Linked DNA regions of Bombyx mori: region 2 is linked to region 1. The links are chromatin contacts, called in public Hi-C maps. All regions are on one chromosome and are shown on one strand. The core of a region is the stretch at or near the end of the contact, and the rest is flanking DNA. Distances in the headings are between cores, read along the strand shown. Region 1 has its middle 12 kb from the start of LOC101743032. Region 2 overlaps LOC119629409 (a long non-coding RNA gene).

Evidence for each region. Hi-C and Micro-C count contacts between places; a contact is called where the count stands out from the background.
Region 2: a contact with region 1 is called in a Hi-C map of midgut, with 1.5 times the contacts expected there. The contact joins two enhancer-like sites. A contact is called at or near these places in 2 of 7 Hi-C or Micro-C datasets (midgut and whole pupa).

Annotation. Positions count from the first base shown.
Region 1 is chr13:8,285,530-8,289,451 of ASM3026992v2, reverse strand. No RefSeq gene overlaps it. Among protein-coding and RNA genes, the nearest start is that of LOC101743032, 12 kb to the right of the region's middle. Within about 2 kb of position 2,436, at least 7 of the 8 cell types and tissues checked have open chromatin away from gene starts, as enhancers often do.
Region 2 is chr13:8,319,710-8,323,535 of ASM3026992v2, reverse strand. The region is part of intron 2 of LOC119629409 (a long non-coding RNA gene); the gene reads left to right. Among protein-coding and RNA genes, the nearest start is that of LOC119629409, 8.6 kb to the left of the region's middle. Within about 2 kb of position 1,790, at least 8 of the 8 cell types and tissues checked have open chromatin away from gene starts, as enhancers often do.

The DNA.
Region 1 (3,922 bases), core at 1,187-3,686:
ATTATTTTGTGAATAGTTCAAAATATTGGTTTATCTGTAATCTGTCTTTATCGTATTTACTGGTGGTAGGACCTCTTGTGAGTCCGTGCGGGTAGGTACCACTACCCTACCTATTTCTGTCGTAAAGCACTAATGCGTTTCGGGTTAAAGGGCGGGGCAGCCGTTATAACTATACTTGAAACCTTAGATCTTATATTATCTCAAGGTGGGTGGCACTTTTACGTCGTAGATGTCTATGGGCTTCAGTAACCACTTAACACCAGGTGGGCTGTGAGCTCGTCCACCCATCTAAGCAAAAAAAAATCTATATAATTTGCGACAGTACTGTACAGATATTGTGATAAAATTTAAAGTCCATCAGGTCGAGGGTGGTGGGGTAGGGTGGTGAGGTAGAGCGGCTCTTCGCTTCAATTATTCAAAGCGCGTATTTTGGTCACGGGGACGCGCGACTGTTCGGCCCACCACCGACAACCGTCGTGTTCTCGATCATCAATATACGCCGGTGGAAGGGGTTAACTCACAAATTAATGAACTAAAAACATACGCAGTAGAACACAATACACGTTCCATGTCGTCGCCGAGGTCAATGATTCATTAGATAAAAAGAAATCAACGTTGGCAGGTAAGGTAAACTGCCACTAATTTATGTGAAGAATAAGGTTTGTGCGAAGGTTCATGCTATCAACACACATTAAACCTATCTACTGATTCAGTTATACCAGTTTTTCCACCTTTCCATGTACTTATATACATTTATATAACATTAAAATATCCACATATTAGCGTTAAAACCTTGGCCTCAAAATCATCGAATAGCCTCGTTGGCATGTTGTTCAATAATCTGTTTAAGTTAAAAATATCGCAACCATTTTTTTTTAAATTATTGGATTCGTTTTTCTCGTCTAATACATTTTTAATGATATATTTTATTACCTAGTGATTACTGTTGTAATTACTCGACTGTCATAGTGATGATCGATATTTAAAAATTAAATAATAAAATTATCTTTCTTACTCAATTTTGTTTGTAGGAGACGACGTATAACGAGTAAGTACTAGGATAGCAGACGTTTAAGATTTACCCAAGTGTGCGAATTGTGTATGTGTGTTATGTACCGCAAATTGGAAACGCCTTCACATGAACCGGTTGCCAAAATGAATCATTGTTAGCGGAAGCATATTATATTCAATCTACTATGTAAACTTTTTTGAGTAGTAGTGTGTTGTGTAGTATAAATATAAAATCAACCTCCTCAGACTTATGACGTCCTCGCAATCATTTGCTCAATTATTTAAATGTCAAAATTCTATAAGTAATTTTGTGTAAGAATCGACAAGTGACGCACACAGATGAAGATTTGTTTCGTATATGTGACTGAAACAACCTTCAAATAGACGTAGATAAATTAATAAAACAGTTTATTTACCTTAATACACTATTTTATCGCTGAAGGTCTTTCGTTTAGCACTTTGGACATCAATATAATATTCCACTAAATGTTAAATAAATAATAAACAACTTTTTATTGTGAAGTTAAACTCTTTTTTGACATTTGCGGTTCATTGACATAAAACTGTGTTTTTCTAATGAGGAAAACCTTCAAATTTTGTTTTGTTAAATGTTATTATTTATACAACGTAACGTAAAGCGAAAACATTTATACCTAAAAAATATTAAGTACCTAATTGGTTTCAGTTCAAAAGACCCTATAGATTTAAGACTTATATGAAGATACCTTTTTTCATTTATGATATCCTAGTACTAGTTCGCGAATAAGGTTGCGAAAATTTAGTTTTAATTTAATTCAAGCAGGTAATTTACGGACATGCTCTTCTTCGTTGTAGAATACAGCATTAAATGACTAAAGTGAACAAGACTTGTCATTTTTATGATCTTTTGCAAAAATGAATTATTGCAATAATTAATCTACTTGAAATTTTGATAAAGATTTTTACAAACCATCTCTCAGTGATTATGTTGTCCTAGTACAATTGTGCGAATTTTACGTTACTTCATGCCGTTGTATTTGCAAAAAACGAAATGAAAAAAAGCACGCGCCATCTCTTTAGATTCGTCATTGTTATGTCATCATTACGCTGACTGCACCACAAAAGTGGACGTCGCATTATTTTGTATGAAGCTGCATTCCTTTCTAGGTCGGGGAAGCCCATTCATTCAAGATATTCTTGCGTCGACTGTGCGAATTTTACACTAGACATGTTTTGTCCTTGTCAGTGAATATTAAATACGCAAGCAGTTTTTGTGTCTCATTTTTATGTTTATGGTCGCGTTATAATCATTTGAATTGGCATTACGTCTCATTATGTGCTAACTTTTTGGTATCCAAACTATTTTGTGTAACAAAAATGAAATCACCAGTCACAGAGATAACGAGTGTGAAAGTCCATAGGAATAGTTATTCGAGCAAATTTATGTGTAGTATCAACAGGACAGTGTGTTATCGCGGCATTGGATCCCGTTATCTGGTATAGTACGCATTTTATCTGTGCGAGCGAATCGTGCGTGTGCATGGCGTTTCGCGCGATACGCACTACGGCTAGTCGCACGTTCCCAAATCTGTTGCACAAAAATTTGGACTTTCGCAAACAATTTATCAATTATTTATAGTATCCCCAATACGTGAGTTATATTGTGAAATATATTGTGCGTTACGCACACACAAAACTGTGATGATAGCACGCATTGTTGCACATTGACTAATTTAGTATGTTTGTTGATATGGAGTGCTATTTTAGTTCTTTAAAACAAATTACGTTGAGTCATATTAAAAAGAAACTACATTTTTTGTTCAATAATTTAAAACAAAACCTTTTAGCGAAATGTGTATTTGTTTCTAAGAGTCAATTTTGTCACATTGTAGGTAGCTAATCATGAAGTATATGATGCAATTATTGACAAGTTGCGAGTGACTGCTATAATGTAATTACTAGAATATTGCATAGGTATTAGAAAATACGCAGTAACGTATCAATAACATAATAATAGGCAACAAAAAAAAGTTTATGAAAACATTTGAGTTGTTCCCTCTATCGGTATAGTTTTTAGAATACCTAGTATTAATAAATATTGTTGCTGATTATTCGATAGGGTCATGATTCTGATGAGTTCTTAGAATGCTAAGGTGTCGTCGTAAGAAATCGTCTTATTCACGTAATGTCCGATATATTGAATACATTTTATATATTGTAAATTTCAGACGACATACCTACTACTAAATTTAGTGCGCCGTACTCATCATACACGACAGTTTTAAAATAAGTAAAACGATAATCTTTGCATTTTTTTGACAAGTGAAAAATGCGGATTTCTGATGCGAATCTGTTTTCGTCTCAGACGCCGGAAGCTGCCTCACGCAGAATTCAAACCACAGAAGAAGTTCGATGAGATGCTATTGGTTAGCCCATAGCATCAGTTCTCAGCGAGTCGAAATTCCGATCCGGTGGTAGATATACTCGCGAAACGGCTGCTCTTGATTCTTAGAGTTCGAGTGTACTCGGGCAATTCTCAGCAAACCTCCCGGTTGGGACCTCGTCCGCTGCTAGGACCTTTTTTTTTAAGTATTGAAGTATTACTGGTGGCCCGGAGGCCTTTCCAGTTTCACCAGGTCAGGTGGGCGAGCAAAGGCTCGGCCAGGAGGGGTGGGATTTGTAACAGCTGCCCGAGCGCCTCTGAAGGAGACCTAGCAATTCAAGAGCAACTGCTTCGTGAATGAATCTACTATCAGAACGGAATCGCGATCTGCTGAGAAGATCCGGCGAGAAATTCAGCGAGCTGATGCATGGGTTAGGTTGCACATCGACCTCTTTGTCGAGTTCGACAGGTACGTTTACCGGGGTTCCTCAGCCTGCTCCTAGTGTTAGAGCTGAAGGTATCTAGTTCAAGAATTATTGGATCTGATGG
Region 2 (3,826 bases), core at 541-3,040, 35 kb before region 1:
CTCAGCGTAATAGCGGAGGGCTAATCTCGCGACATCCCCTTGACGTTTTTTGCCATCTATTTAGAAGGGGTTGAAGTGGTATTGCTTGTAGGTATTTCTTAATCGTTTCCATATGAATGATTAATATGGCAGAAATGCGCATTAAACATAATTTTAAAATAGTTTGGGATTATTGACAAAATTACATGATACTAGTCCAGCCGAAACCAGCTGGTGTGAGAGAAGACAGAAGATAAAATAATATTAATTTTTCATATTTCAAAAAATATTTCTTTATTCGTAACAAAGGAAGCTTAATACAGATTTGAAATATGCGAAATTATTTAAAGCTCTAAGTTTTATTATTTTGATTACAAGTATACATTTATATTTTAATTTAAATCAGCTTTTGTGGATCGTAGTGCCTAGATCCGATCTGTGAATCAGACCGTATGGTTTCAATCCGTTTTTTAATAAATCGATCGAAAAAATCGCAATGAAAATAAAATATTTCAACATTATATCCTTTACAAACAAAAATCTAATTAGAATAAATACGCGGTCCTAGGCTGAAACAACTTTAAGATTAAAATTCAACTTTGCAATTATTAAAAGGTATCTATGACGTATTTAAAAAATGCCGATCTCAAAACAGCAACCCAATGAAATTATAAATGAAATCATAAAATAATTCGTTAATAAATGGGTGATTAGTAATTTCTCATTCTATAGAGCGTAGTATTTTTTAAAAATAATAAATACGCGTTTCTTGATTTCGTGTTATTTTTCAACTATATAGTTGACGCCGCGGCGCCGATAGCAAACGCTGAAGATCAGTAAAAATTTAAAGTATTGTCATTTTATAAGTAAGTCACTATCTGAGTAAATAAATTTATTTATTATAAAAAAAAAGAACACAATATTCCTAACCTAAAAGTACATGTTATTATCCGCAACATGCTTCGTCAGATTACAGAAATAAAGTTATCAGCAACATGCTTCGTCAAAAAGTACAATACTTACTTTCAGCTGCAAGCGTCGTCATGAGTAAATTTCTAAATTTTATTATGTGCATTAAGATCAATGTTTGTCTGTTTGTATTGTATATGTTTCTGTACCATTAATCCGATTGCGAACAAACTTTGTACAGTTGTTGATGTAACGTTAGGGAGGGTTATACAGTTCCTACCAATAACATGTGTGTTGAATGCTTTTAATTTATACAGTGAAGCGCTGAATACTCTTAGTTAAAGTCATTGTTTCATATTAAAACCTGCGTTGATTTGCTATTGAAATATTTTTTTATTGCTTAAATAAGTGGACGAGCTCACCGGCCACCTGGTGTTAAGTGGTTACTGGAGCCCATAGACATCCACAACGTAAATGCGCCACCCAGCTTGAGATATAAGTTCTAAGGTCTCAAGTATAGTTACAACGGCTGCCCCACCCTTCAAACCGAAACGCATTACTGCTTCACGGCAGAAATAAGCAGGGTGGTGGTACGTACCCGTGCGGACTCACAAGAGATCCTACCACCACCATTCGAATAAACAATATCGAATCAATCCATATCGTTGTATTGTACAAACCAAATTAAAATACCAAACGCATTTATCGAAGAATCTGTTACTTAAAGAAGTGGGTGATCAACTAGGTGGCACAAGCGATGCGTTATTCCGTCGCCTCCTCGTGGGATCAGTGTTAAAACAAACACGTGTTTTGAAACGTTTAAATTGAGATATTTTACACTGAAGGGTTGCATGCACATCTCCCGCACGTCGCATTGCTAAACATAGGAAAGTATCGTCTAACCCTCTCGTTACCGCATTATTTAGAAATAATCCCATTTTAATAGGCATTCTTAAAAGAGCCCCTTGTGGCTTTGTTTTTTAACTTCCGGTGCAGAATACAGATCTTTTAAGTCTCAACAAAAAAAACCATTGTTTTAAAATATAAAAAACGTAGAAAAATGGGGCGTGTTTATTGTGAAAAGAACTCTAGGTACGCGTTCGCGTACCAAGGCCTTATGAATCGTAAGAGGTATAACATCGCGATCGTTACGTCATCGCTACCGTATATTTGTTAAGTTTAATTTACGTAGATAATACTGGCTAATCATTAAGCATAAAATGTTTTGTCGTGGTGCTATCAACCAATAGGAGTCTCAGTTCAACTTCCTATATATAATATTTATCCACTAATACCACATAAGATGTCTGATAAGTCAGTATATAAGAGCGTATGTACAGCGTCTTGCTAATTTATTTGCGATATCGGTACGTCGCGATACGGATAGTGGTCACAGTCTAGACTTGCTCCGATTGGCTGTCGGCGCGGGAGGGCGATCCTCCTTCCTCTCACATGATGCGATTCGCGAACCACTACACGCGAAACTTTATCGCGAATCGTGTCGCGTCCTGCGTAAATATACTGTGTTCACGCACACATACAAGACGTATTATATTTTATTATAGCGTTTTGACTGTGTGAGCTTATACTGTACTAGGCGAACATGAATAATCAAATTGGAATAGGATTATCAGTTTCATTTAGCGTTCGATTATTTCAAGAAAAACTTATTTGTGTTTGTCTTTTGAATTTTGTGAGTATTCTTTGAAACTGTCTTTCAATACTCAATACATACATCTATATTATGTAATAGACCGAGAAGATACGCGATCGGTATACCTACTACATTTTTTTAAAACATTATTTCATATTGGCGAACAGATTGGAGTAAAATATAGTGTGCTGTGCTAGTTATTGTAATTTAAAGACACAAATCTATTTATAATTCTTGATATATAAAACAATACTCGAATAAGGTTAGCTCTTTGGGCCGTTGTAGAGTTTGGCAGTAAGAAACGAACTGACAAATACCTAGCCCAGCCATAAGTTCTGTTACAAATGAAAATGCATATTTTTTATAATTAACTAATGTAACCTGTAAATGTAAACATATATATTACATTTACACATATTTATTAAAGACACATAAAAAAAAATCGATTCGAAATGGATATCTTTGGCTGGTCATAAAAATATAGGCCTTTAATCTGTTTGGCCATGAATCTATGGGATTACGCACTGTTTCCAAGGGAAATTTCGCCACTGGTTGCTCCAAAGATTTTAAAAAGACTCAATGTCGCCGTGTCGCTTAGAGCAGGCCATGTCCTTTAAAACTGAACATAATTTGAAGTCTAAAGGGTTGAGGTCTGGGGTAGATGAGGGCCAGTATTCAGCTCTTATAAAGTCCGGAACGTTAGTTTCTAGCCAGGCTTGGATAGTTCATGCCTTGCGACCAGCTGCAGAGTCCTGCTGGAAAGTACGCGGTATAATTTAAAAAAGTGTATTGCTGAAAGGTTTCACAACATAATCCAAGACTGTATCTTGATACACTTTGGCTGAAGTTTTCACCCCTTTTTCACAAAAAAAAAAATGGTTTTGTGACTCCTCGATACGACACGCCCCACCAAACCATCAGTGACGCAGGATGATGACCACGTTGTACCTTTCCGACCACTTGAGCAGCTTCTTTAGAAATGTGAGCGTATGTAGGTATACTTTATTATTTTTCTTATTGTAGTGATCTTCAATCGTGAAAACTTTTTCATCGGTAAAGAGGATATTTCTGTGCCTTTCACCTGGGTATCGCGACAGAAGGCGTTTTGATCGATCCACTCTCTTTAATTGTAAAGATTGATTTAGAGTATGTCCTGTGTATCAACGATAAGCACCGAGCTTCAGGTCTTGTTTTATAATACGCGACAGAGTCGTAGCGAGAATCTCCATTTCTCGCGATATGATTTTTTGCTTCCTAATGGGATTTCGACGAATTCTGGCTTTA